Linked DNA regions of Zea mays: region 1 is linked to region 2. A link is a contact called in public Hi-C data. All regions are on one chromosome and are shown on one strand. The core of a region is the stretch at or near the end of the contact, and the rest is flanking DNA. Distances in the headings are between cores, read along the strand shown. Region 1 holds the start of LOC103637735 (glycerol-3-phosphate acyltransferase, chloroplastic). Region 2 holds the start of LOC103637730 (lysine-specific demethylase JMJ706).

Evidence for each region. A called contact is a pair of places that touch in the nucleus more often than the background predicts.
Region 1: a contact with region 2 is called in a Hi-C map of ear, with 1.9 times the contacts expected there. The contact joins the promoter of LOC103637735 here to the promoter of LOC103637730 in region 2. A contact is called at or near these places in 2 of 25 Hi-C or Micro-C datasets (ear and tassel).

What each region holds. Positions count from the first base shown.
Region 1 is chr1:106,174,596-106,181,093 of Zm-B73-REFERENCE-NAM-5.0, reverse strand. It overlaps LOC103637735 (glycerol-3-phosphate acyltransferase, chloroplastic), which reads left to right and starts at 4,000. Exons shown (of 14, transcript XM_008660557.4): 1 at 4,000-4,560; 2 at 5,424-5,521; 3 at 5,614-5,700; 4 at 5,784-5,881. The coding sequence starts at 4,281.
Region 2 is chr1:105,258,254-105,264,437 of Zm-B73-REFERENCE-NAM-5.0, reverse strand. LOC103637730 (lysine-specific demethylase JMJ706) reads right to left here and starts at 3,265. Exons shown (of 11, transcript XM_020546447.3): 1 at 2,580-3,265; 2 at 956-1,334; 3 at 692-848; 4 at 393-612; 5 at 247-300; 6 at 92-171; 7 at 1-10. The coding sequence starts at 2,582.

The sequences.
Region 1 (6,498 bases), core at 2,751-5,250, 920 kb before region 2:
TACACAGTCTATATGGCTCACAGATGCCTGCACAGGTTTCAAATACGCGTATATTAGTCTGTGATTTGGGGCTAGAGTGAGTGTGTCTGCAATGACTCCATGCCTCGACTGGCATCAAAAGGATTGAGGTTATTTAGGGGTATGGTACCTGGGGACATTGTAGTTCACTGCTTGGCTAGCTTGATTAGGGTAGGACATCTGGCAGCTTGAAACAACCATGAAACTATTTTCAGCTACAATGTGATTCACTATTTTTAATTGATTTTGAGCATACATAACACTTATTTTTTAATTTGGTTTGCCTTGTTGGTTTGTGGGTCGACTTAACTAATATAGTGGTAGATATCATTTTCCATGTATTCAACAAAAATTCAGGATGAAACCTGGGCTCGGAAGAGTTCTTAATAGCATTACAAAGAAAAGAAACTGATATTTGTCGACCAACAATATCAGGTCCATTGGGGTTCTTGTATTGTTGATTCAATGGTAGGAACTAGGAAGTCTTCTTCACTTCAATAGGTGGTGCTCTAATTTGGCCCCTACTTTATCCTCACTGAATCTGGCATTTACCTTGGATTGTGATCTCCCAATAGGTATGTCATTTTGTGAAGTATGAAATAAATTTGTCCTAATGATACTCTTGACACTGTTTTCATCGATGTTCCGTCGCAGGAGGTAATCACCAAGTGTGCACTAACTACTTAACTCTGGTGGAGTTGAAGGTTGATTATATTGGAATCACTATATTAATTAATCTTGGAGATATGTCTTACTGGTGGAGTTGAAGGTTGATTATATTGTGCACTAACTACTTAACTCTGAATGAACAGAGTTAAGGGCACATGATCTCTGGAGTTCTGATTGTTGCAGAAGTTCAGGCCACTGATTGTTTGTTTGGGAGCAAGGATAATGGAGGGAATTTAGGGGGTCAAAATCCCTTACTATCTAAAATTGAAGAGTAAGGGATTTTGGCCCTTTCAAACCCCTCAATTACTCTTGTTCCCAAACAAGTATTGAGAGAGTCATCAGTGGAACTAAGCTTTGGAGAATATAACATCCCAAACCGAGGGGAGAATTTGCTTGGATCCCTGGAATAAAAAAACGAGGTGCTTTACTCAGTCGGCAAGCCCATGGAAGAGGTTTTCTAGCTACCTGTACAACCGACAGTGACTGCAGCACAATATTCAGTACCATAATAACTGCAAAATATTTAGTAGCACAATAACTAATCAGATCAGACTATTACTTTTTTGTGAAATTTCTGTAGGTCAAACTTTAAAGATGCAATGACACTTTCTGCTTACTGACAGCTCCGCAGATTGTCTACAGGCTAAGAAGATCGACAGCTGACATGTTTGTTGACAACGCGGAGTACAGAAAGTTCCTTTTCAAAGAGTTTTGTGTGGCAGTGGTGATGGTGAGTTTTGTGTGGCATGGACAACGCAGCAGTGGTGATGGTGAGTTTTGTATGCCTACGGATGCTTGCAGATGCAGTACATCTTGATCATATAGCTTATGGTCTAGCGCTACAACCTACAGTTAAGCGTACTCTCTTGCTGATCGATTAGACAATAGCATCACCTGGCATACCTGTGATTTTTCTTCAGTTACCAGTGCTGATTTCATCGTGTACATTTAGTTTCAGAAAACACTTGAATATGAAGAACAATGTCCTCAATAGACATCATCTTGTGAACTATTTTTGTATGGAAGTAAAAAAAGAGTGTATGAGTATAGCTTAACCAAGTATGAATTTGCAAAAGGTTCCCTGCAACGGTGAAGAGTAACATAAAACACGGTCGTCAGTCACGTCGGTGGGACTAGACCACCATAAGCTTTGTACCCAACAGATTCTGTTATTCTGTTGCATGAATCTTGGGAGGATTCGATCCCTCCTCTCCTCCCATCCAACCTTCCTCATGTATATATATGTGGGCATCGTCGGCCCCCTCCCTGTGCCATTATCGTTAGTGCTGCTGCCGCCGAGAGCAAAGAAGCCACCATTGAGCCAGCAAAGGAGAGAGAGACGTTGCATCTGGACTCATGCCCCACCGTCGTACTACTTATGGTGGGAAACAGTGAAGGTTCGCCAGAGCCGTGGAACGTGTGCGCAACATTATCGAGCGGGAGGATCAAGTGGGGGCCAGGAGATTTCTCGCCAAACGCACAAGCAAATTGAATGAAACTTTAAATTTGACCTTTGTATCAGTATAGTTCTATATTGATTGTTGGTAAAGTTTTTGTGAGATACTAAAGTCGATGATAATATATGTATTGTTCGTTTTCATGTAATAGTTGTGCGTTAGTATTTCAACAAATAATTTATGTTCCATCGTAAGACTTGATCATTGTACTATACCAAAATTTATGTATGGCTAGGATCACAAATGGATTACAAAATCTTTTCGCATAACAGTATAACACACATTTGTACATAAGTTATCATGATATTATATGTTCCCGTTGCAACGTACGGGCACTTACCTAGTCTCTACTATTAAGAGCGAAGGGAGGCGTCCATAGGCGAAGGGAGGCGCCCATAGGCCAGGTCATGCCCCCGCCCTCGTCCTCGCCTTTCGGCCTCGGCGCCGACCTCAACCAGCCCTACCCCCGTCGCATCGTCGCCTCTCTACAGCCATGTCAGGGACTCCGAGATGCTACTGGACTCGTTAGTGTGAGAGATGGTGAGGAACTGCAAGTTGGACAATACAGTGAGGTAGTCCGGGATGGAGCCCGTGAGCCCCAGTAGCTGGAACGGGGTCATCAACATGAGCTTCGTGAGCCTACCCACCGCTGACGGGATCTAACCACGCAAGCTGTCTGCGCCATCAATGAAGACGTTCACACGCTCGTGCCTCGTTGCACCGGAGGTGGTCCCACTCGCAGCAGTTGATCGATCTGTTAAGTTATGAGAATTCTATATTGATTTTTTAGAAATAATATTAGATTTGTGTATGAGAATATCGATATATTTGTCTATCATTCAGAATTCTATATTGATTCTTTAGAAATAATTTATACAATATTATAATATTTGTTCGACATCAGTTCATTCTATTGGAGTCGACATATTTATATCGTTAATATAATATTAGTGTTATAGTGATATTTTGTCACACATATTTTATTTATTATAGTAATATTTATCGTTCCGTATCTATGTTTTATATTAATTTTTAACTCTCGTGGCACATACCTAACAAGAAATGCATTATGACCTTCACTTGCAGGTTGATTCCCTGAAGGGGTCTGCTGAAGTTCTGCAGTTTCTGCTGCTGACTTGTGATGCCGTTCCATTCAAATCTTCTGAAACCTCACCTTTTTAAAATCATCAAGTGCAAACTCTACAATTGGATGACGTTCTAAACGAAAAATTTCTGCAAAGAGCGAAACAAGAATAAATCATATAACCGAGACTGGATCTGTTCATGACCATGTCAGAGATGGCCTCAAGCAAAAAAAAAAACAGCCAATATTTTTGTTCATAGAACAGACCAAGGTAGAAAGAGTGACAATACAGACACAGGGATATAGTGTGAAAAGATTTAAATGTGACAATAATGTGGTGGCGTTTAATTCATGGGATAGAAAGGATGGAAAAGGGATATCATAACCTAATGGACCACGAAAAAGTTTGTGTATCTTTTAAGGGCTTATGTGCTATTACTTGCACACTAAATTGTATGAAACTTTAAAGTGAATTTGATCTTTGTATTAGTTTAGTTTTGTGTTGGTTGTTGTTAACGATTTTATAAGATATTAAAGTTATTGTATATAAGTTATAAGTTATTGTGACATTATATGTTCCCGTTGTAACACACGGTCACTCGTCTAATTTATTATCTAAAAACTCAAAGTTGTATTATACAGTCTCTTAGTTGTTTCTCTTATTTTATTTTATCTTTTATTTAGAAACCGTTCTACGGGCTCAGCCATGCCCTAACACAATGCCGTATGTGCCAAAATAAGGGAATAGAAAGGTGCCGTGTCATCCAATAATTTTCCTCGACAAATCCTAACCACACACAAAAGGCCCTATTTTAAATTTCTGAGGAGAAAAACTAAACAGAAAAATCGAGGAAAATATGCTGCTAGCAGGGGTGAGCGGGCCGAGGCTTCTCGTGTCGACTGTCGACGCCTTCTTCGCCCTCTCCGTCCGGCTTCCGCCTCAGCTGAACTCATGCGCTATTTCCCAGGCCGCCATTCCCACTAGGGTTTTCGGATTATTAGGTTTCTAGAACCTTTCTTCGCCGCCCCCCCCCCCCCCCCCCCCAGACCCCATGCACGCTCCGCCGCTGGTCGCGTTCGCAGGGGGCGCCTGCCCCGCTTCCGCTGCCTCCTCGCTGTCGCCCTGGTTGGCCTCGCTGCGGCCCGCCATCGTTGCTGCGCCGGCGAGGCTGCTATGGTTCCGCCGCGGGGCACTCCGGCTGGAAGCCAAGGCCGCGTGGAGGGCTACCGGAGGGGGACGGGGCCCGCGGGTCCCGGCCAAGGGCGCTGTGCTCGCCTCCTATATGGGTGCCGAGGAGGTGGTGGGACCCTTGTCGCTGCTCGACGAGGAAGGTTTGGTTGCTGCTGCTGCTTCCAAATGCAGTCCGCCTTGCGCTTATATTGCCCATATCTCTTTTGGATCGTTACGCACTATAACTGCATTTGCGTCACTATCCGCTGCCACTACTGGTGTCTCTACTCTAGCAATGAAGGCACAGCTGCCCAGCCAAAGTAGTCGTACAACCTAGATACTATGTTGTAGTTCTCCAAGTACTAGATACATCTAAGAAATTCCTTCGTATAAACCAATGTATCTAAGTCTTGTATTTTATTCACTAAAACTCCTTAATATACGGTTTATTTATGTGAGTTGTATGTGTGAAACCGTATCTAGACTTTGAGAACCATGCTAGGGACATTCCTTCACCAAGATATGTCTATTGTGTTTTTTTGCACTTACCCCTTTAAATCTTTAATACTTCTCAAGATACGTATCATTTATGTGGGTTGTACATGCCCTTATGCCAAATTGCTTGCGTAGTCGCATGGAACCAACCTAGTAATTTCACATGCTGACATGCCACATTAGGGCATGTACAATGGGTGTTTCGAGCTGTGTCTTCGAGTGTGTCTAAGTGGGTAAATGTAAAAAGCTCAAGACACGTATCTTGACGAAGACACGTCTTAGCTCTATGCTCGAGACATGAGACTAGCTGATTAGTCAATTTAATTTATTGAATGCTCTGATTTGTACAATGAATATGGTAAGACACATGTTTTAGACACGTCCACTGTATGATATTGTGTTTTAGCTGTATCTTATATTTGGAGTACCGTGCAACAATGTCAGAGTTGTACATGCCCTTAATATATAATAATCTAGTATGCAGACAAACTGACGACTTCCTTCTTTTTCCTATTTACACGTTGTGCAGAGCTCATTTTGCACATAAGAAAGGAACGGGATAATGGAAAACTTCCTGCAGATGTTGCCATTAACTTGGAGGAGCTGTATTATAATTACAGGAATGCAGTAAGAACTGCTGGGCTGATCTTTGCAGTATTTTTAACGGGCTATCATCTTCTTGTTATGCTTCATGTCATGCGAATGTTTTGCTTTGTTAGGTCCTGCAAAATGGTGATCCTAATGCATATGAGATCATGCTTTCAAATATGACAGCTTTGTTTGATCGTGTTCTACTGGATGTACAGGTTTCACCGTCTACTCTGATTTCCATCACAATTTGCTCTCATAATTTTATTTATTTTCTAAGACGGCCTCCATCCTTTTGCAGAATCCATTTACCTTTCCACCGTATCACAAAGCTGTGCGGGAACCATTTGACTATTACATGTTTGGTCAGAACTACATTAGGCCTCTGGTAGATTTCAGGTAATACAAAATCTGATATGATAACATATTAATTTCAAATAATTCACAAATTTTGCTGTGCTTTTGGAAGTTATTTCTTTTGACTGGGGTGGATAGCATGCCTTACCAGCTTCACTCACCATTGTTGTTCTCATTTGCCACGAATTAATTATCTGGAAGCATAGAGTAGGCTCCTTTGTTTTCATGGCATGCAAACTTATTGTAGTTTGTAGCACAATGACAGAATGCTAATTTCCAAATAAAACAAATGCTTCGTTCAGATATTTCCAGCATGTTGTTGACTGTTGAGGTTTACATTTTGTCGAGTCTAATATCATGAAGGAGATAATATCTGCTTAATCTATAGTGTAACCTTCGTTTGCATCTCTGGAAGCCATGCCTCATTTATCAACATCGTCTTGCTTCAGTCACTTGTTTACTTATTTAATTATTAGTGTAGTGAGAGTGGAATCTTTGATTAACAAAAAATCATCTTAGATGCTCCAAGAAAAAGTATGGATCTCTAATTGTGCATAGAAAATTTTAACAAAAAATATTGATGAATAGAAAATACAGTTCATCTATGTGCATGCAAAATTTGACCTTGCACAAAAAAAAATCAAGGAGAAATAAAAAAG
Region 2 (6,184 bases), core at 2,016-4,515:
GTAATTGATGCTGGTCAAATTATCAAAATCAGCATCAACAACCTTAAAAAGATAAGTAGCTAACCATTCTCATAAGACTCAAGATTTTTACCTGTACAAGTAATGGTCTTCCACGTGCCACGCAAACATGCTGAAGAGCATCCCAATATAAAGCATTGGATCTGTCACTCCCTGTTTTCAGACCAGAATTGTTAACAACCATGACATGTACAGAATGTACAGAACTAATAGAATTATGTTACTTACTGGAATTGGCGTCTGAAGAAGTCTTAGAACAGAATTGGGGAGCCATGAAAAATTCTACAGACATGCAAAAGAACATCAATAATGGCCATGTAGTAAATACAATACACAACCACACATGCATGGCCGATCAAAGAAAGAATATTCACCTTGAGGTTCCAGTTGCTTTTCCCAAGTTGATCATGAGGAGATGAAGAGAAGGCACTCCCATCAACGTCACAAGCATATTCTACGAAATCCATTTTGCCAAAAGCAATTTCACGCCAGAACTCCTCCTCCACATACCTAGCTGGGAGACAACTAGAGCTGGAATATTTCTTAGAGAACACTTTGTTCGCCATTTTCTCATAGTCCCGGAAGGTGTACTTTCTGCAGAGTCATGCCAAAAATGATGAAGTTCAGAACATGAGCTAAAGCAATAATGAAAATAGACAAACAGTGGGCATACCTTCCACTCATGAAGAAAGTGACTGTATCATCCTCAGCCCATTCAGCGAGTCGAAGGGGCTGAACTCTAGTCATGAACTTAAAATTGGGATGTTCCTTCATCAGCACAACACCGGCAGGAACAGACGCACATACAGGAGAGACGATTTTACAAATACCTGAAATATAAGTAACAGTCATAGTTATTCAAAATGTCTAGCAAGACCATTGGACCAATGAGTGAAAAATGATCATATACATATTTTGCTAAATAAAGCAACTGTACCATATTTAGCAGCCTCAGGTGAAATCTTCTGTATATATGCAATGGGATCCTCAAATTCCTCCTTGGTGGGACAATACACAGGGCACTCTGGAATCTTGTCTATCCACTCAAGGTTGGACATATCAAACTTCTCCACCTTGCGCTTTGCAAAAGGACTCTTGTCATGGACATTTCCAGGTAAACCTGTACTGTTGTTGGAATGCAATCTGACTCCACAGTTAGCGGGGCTCCGCAAGGCATCACCGCCACTTCTCGCAGCCACAGCAGGATTGTCGCCAGCTTCGTTCTGAGCACTCAAACGCACTCTCTCGAGCCTCCTCCGCTTCAGGGTCTCGAGGCCGTTCCTGACCTCTGCAGGGAGATAGCTCCTACCCTCCACCTAAGGCGTAGGTAAACTAGTCAATTTTGCAGTCAAACAAAACTATCATTTACTGCAGTTCGGTATTACAAGTAGACATTGACCAACAGAGACAGCAGACTGAAACAGCACCAATTGTTTGGATACCACAGATTGGTCTTATGTAGTACCAAAAGAGCAGTAACTCGGCAACCAAGTCAAGAAAGCTGTAGGTACCGAAACCAAACACGGCACGTTGATATTCCTGGGGTTGTTTCCCTACCACGCCCATAGTCACAATCAGTTTGCAATATGATTTTTAGCAGCCACGCGCTCTAGCTTGTATAATCAATCAATTATCCATAACAGTGCAAGATGCTTAGCGATAATAGCAGTAACAAATAAAACATGATTAAGTCATCAACTAAACTTTCCTCGGAACTAGAACTAAGAGGTATCAGCGTAATGAGAACGCATAAAAAATGGCGTGTACCCCTACTCCGCGAAGAAAGAAAAGAAGAGAAATCTTCCTAGCAGACCGCAGACGCGGTCAAAGTAGGCAATTACGCACATGCGTGACGACCATGGTGGTGAAGCCGAAGGAGAAGGAATTTGTGGAAAAAGGGCGGTGGAGGTGGCGCACAAAAACGCTCACACGTCAAGAATCGGACAACGAACCGTAACTTGACTTGTACTAGCGGTTCGGCAGGAGTATCTCTGCAACCTCATATATACTACCAGCACAAAACGAAAACGAGGCGAAAACAAGCACCCTAGCGGTGAAAACCAATAGCCGTATGGGAGAGGGGGAACGTGGCCCTAATTCCTAATAGGGACCGGATTTGACGAGTTTTCCCTGACGGATAAAAAAAGGACTCCTACTTTTCCTGCATTGACGGAGCAGAAATTCATCAGGAGGCGGCAAACTGACGAAATTAACGAGTTGGGTAGGAAAAAGCTGGCACGTACAAGAAGCAATCCACGGCTGTCTAGGGAGGTTTTCTGCCGAATTGTTGCAATTGGAAGCAAAATCCACGGGTTGGGCCGTTAATCAATTAATGAAATCTAGATATAAGAGAATCTAATTCCGTTTGGTTTTTGGCGTTAAAACAGGCGAAAACAGAGGAAGACGGGGGGACGAGGAATCAAACAGTAACCACTAACCAGGCGATACGATACTACTAGTAGTAGTGTTGGTGGTGATTAATTGCCGCGGCGACTGGAGGAAAAAGCGCGCGAGTGGAGGAGGAAATTGACGCAGATCTACAGGAGGGGGGGAGGATTCACCATGTCGCGTTCGCGTCGCAGGGCGGTGGGTCGGAGAAGCCTCTAGAGAAATCCCCGGCGGCACAGGTCCCACATTCACCTCCGGAGGTCCCCCCGGCGCGCGGGAGAGGCCGGGGATCCGAGGCAGGCGGTCTCCTCCTGTTCCTCTCACTCTCCCTCTCTCTCCTTGGGGTCGGTTGGTTTCGCGCGCGACGCCGGCCGGACAGAGGCGGTGGGGAGGGCCAGGCCAGCAATGGGAGCACCGGGCAGTGGGCCCCACCGGCGGTGGCCGGCGACCACCCGCGGGGGGAAGGGGGAGGAGGCGGAAGGAGAGATGAGGGGTGGAGTAAACGGGACGGGACGGGACGGAACGGGGGAGACGCGGGTGGTGGTTACTTTTATGGGGGGTGGGGAGGAGGGAGGTTCGGTTGGAGCAACCGAAGACGAACGACATGGACAAGAACAGGGGGGGCGTTTTGGGGAAAACGCAGCCGAGCCAACCAACCGAACCGGAAAAGGGGGGCAACTGGGCTGAGAGGCCGTCGCCACTCGCCCGTGTGTGTGTGTGAGAGAGAGAAGGCGAGCGAGACGCGGATGGGCTGGTTGTGCTTGGGTACTACCGCCCGACCGCCCGCCCCGTGGCCTCCTTTCCGCGCTCGCTCTTCTTTTCTCCTCTCGCTTGTGTTGTGTCGTGTCGTGTGTTGGTTGTCGTGCGAGCCCCGTCCGTCCGCCTCGTTCCCGTGGCCGCGCCCGCGGGATGGACGACCACGGCCCACGGGGGGTGAGAATTCAGAGGTGGTTCCACCAAACGCCCACCGCTAACGGAACCGCGTCGTTCATTTGCACACCCTCCAGCCGAAGAGAAGACAGCAGAGCAACCGCTCTGCATTTGTTTCTCGTCCCCCGTTGCCAGGGTGGTTGCGTTTAACTAACTGCTCATTTGACCCAGAGAGAGAGAGAGGAGAGAGAGGCGCGGATGAAGCACGGCTGCCACCTCCCTGCATGTGCATCAGTTTTTACAGCCTATCCTATCCACCTGGCCACGCCACCGGGTAGGCACGACCCTACACTGCTTTTGCTCTAGAGAAGTCTCCGCAGCAGTAGTACTGCTGGCTCTGACCATTTTGCTCCGTGCACACACACTGATCCCTCCTTCCGATAACATCCCAACGCAGGACACAGTTGTGCTAGTACCGGCCGTAGGCTTTACCTGGTTTTTTTAATGGCTCAGTGTTTGTTTAAATGAGTGGTCTCTAGGGGATAAGTCTACCTATTCACGACTTTTAATACATATTTTCTTTCCATACAAATTGAACTTTTTCGTTCCACAAAGTTTATACAAAAATAATCCAAATACTTATGATCCAAATAAACACATTATGAATTTATATTTTATGGTGTGTCTATAGTGGTAATTTGGTGCCATAGATCTTGCACTTTTCATGAATTCAATCAAACTTTAAAAATAATTTAAAACAACTTTAGGTATTGATTTGCTTTACGGATAAGGAGTACTGATTGGCAAGAAATCAATTATTAATATCTATAATTAATATATATATATATATATATATATATATAATTACCAGGTTGTTATTTATACCTGCCGTCATCGTTTGACAGGATAGTACCCTCATATTTAGGTTTGACGGGGTTTTGGTTCTATCGCAATATCATCACAAAATAGCTGATGGGCCTCTGCCCGGGTAACCTGGTAGTATCCCATGGCGGAGCACAGAAAAAACACATGGTATAGCTGATGGGCCTCTAGGTCCTGCGTAGGCAAGTTCTCATCCGTGGGCATGCCTGCGGCAAGCATCGAAAGGTGGAACAAGCGTTTATGAAATGATACTCTTTGTAATCAAAAATATCATGAATCTCCTACCTCAATCCCTCATAGAACCTAACGATTTGGTCCTTCGGATCCTCAACTACCCCACCTCACAACATACCTTTCTGAAGTTCTTGGTAGTATTCCTGCACATACATGTCTCCCTGATCTAAGTGTTGCAATATTTTTCGAAGATCACATCTATAAGAAGGAGAAACAAAGCGAGTCACATCTCCTATTTTTAACACATTCCATGTTTGTGGTGCAGCACGTGCGTTAACAAGTTCATTCCACCAAATGATAGCAAAATTTTTAAACTCACTAGTGGTTTGTTAACCCTATTTCGTTCAGAAACAAGATGGGAATTAAATTTTTGTTATACCTTCATCTCCCAGTCTAAATAGGCTTCAACATCATAAGAACCAATGAACGAACGAATAGAGAACTTAATCTTAGCATATGGATCATTGTCTAATTTAGGATTATGATGACGACGTCTACTATTACCTCTCGTACCTTATCGATTACGTGCGAGGGGTCGTCGTAGCGGTGCATCAACATCATCGTTGTCCTCCTCCTCCACAGGAGACATCACTACATCACCAGCAGATGGAGCTTGTGGTGGGGGACGAGCCTCCAACATGTCGATGCATATTCTTTGGTATTGTCATTGTTAGTACAAAACAGAGACAAAAGGCAACAAACAAACAATATGAACCCCACAATTCTACTCTCAGGTGTGGTGGTGGAACACAAGTTATGAAAGCGTCTTACCCTGCTCTTACAAGGTTCTTACCATCACTACAGGTGGCAAACGGTGGCCGGTGTGACTGCCCAAAGACCGTGGGTGTGATTGCAAAGGATTGCCTGTTCTGCTCGAGAGAAAAGGTGGAGCTTTCGGAAGGCCCACTAAATAAATATATGTGGCACACAAGTCAGTAACAGAGAGCAGTGTTGAATAAGTGTTCCAAGTACTCGTCCTAGTTGCTGGCCTAAAATGTATTAGAACAGTTGGACCAAGGCACCCAAAGGTGGTAGGAAGGGTCTAGGTACAACAAGGAAATAAGTTGGGAGCAAAACAAATAGAGAGGTGCACAGATCAAAGGCATTTTTGCTTATGTGCTACACTTTTTCTTTTTTCCCTTTTTGCTTATGTGCTACACTTTTTCTTTTTTCCCTAATTTTTGCTCTATCGTTATTTTTTTGTGATTTTTATTTTTTCAAATATTTTTTATTATTTTCCCCTTTTATAGAAGCACATAAGGAACACACCAAGTTTCATATTTTTTGTGCAAAGACGCGTCCTCTGGAATTTCTGCAAGTTTGCCCTAAAATTGGAATAAATGTTCGAAAAATGAGATCTCGTACTTCCAAGCCGAATTTGGTGATTTTAAAAACGACGAATCCAAAGAAATAGGAAAGAATCGGATGCGAAAGTTAATTCTGTGCAATTTGAAAAAATGGGCCCGATTCGAGTTCTGAGGCGAAAGTTATGGACGTTTTAAGTTTGGACTCCGAATCAGGGTTTTTGGTGAGACGCTGGAAGGGTGGGGTTGGTTATGTGGGTATGGTCGGTTTGGGTGATTGGATTGGTTTATCGAGATTGAGTTTGTAAAATGATAGTGGATGGTGATGATGAAACTGACCAATAAAAACCTAAACTAGCAACCTAATTAGGGTTGTTGGCGAGGCAAATGAAGGGTGAATGGGGTCAGTTTTGTGGATAGGTGTCACACCCAGATTTAGGGGGGCCAAACCCGGGTGTGTGTCAAATGTGTGCTAGGATGAAGTATCA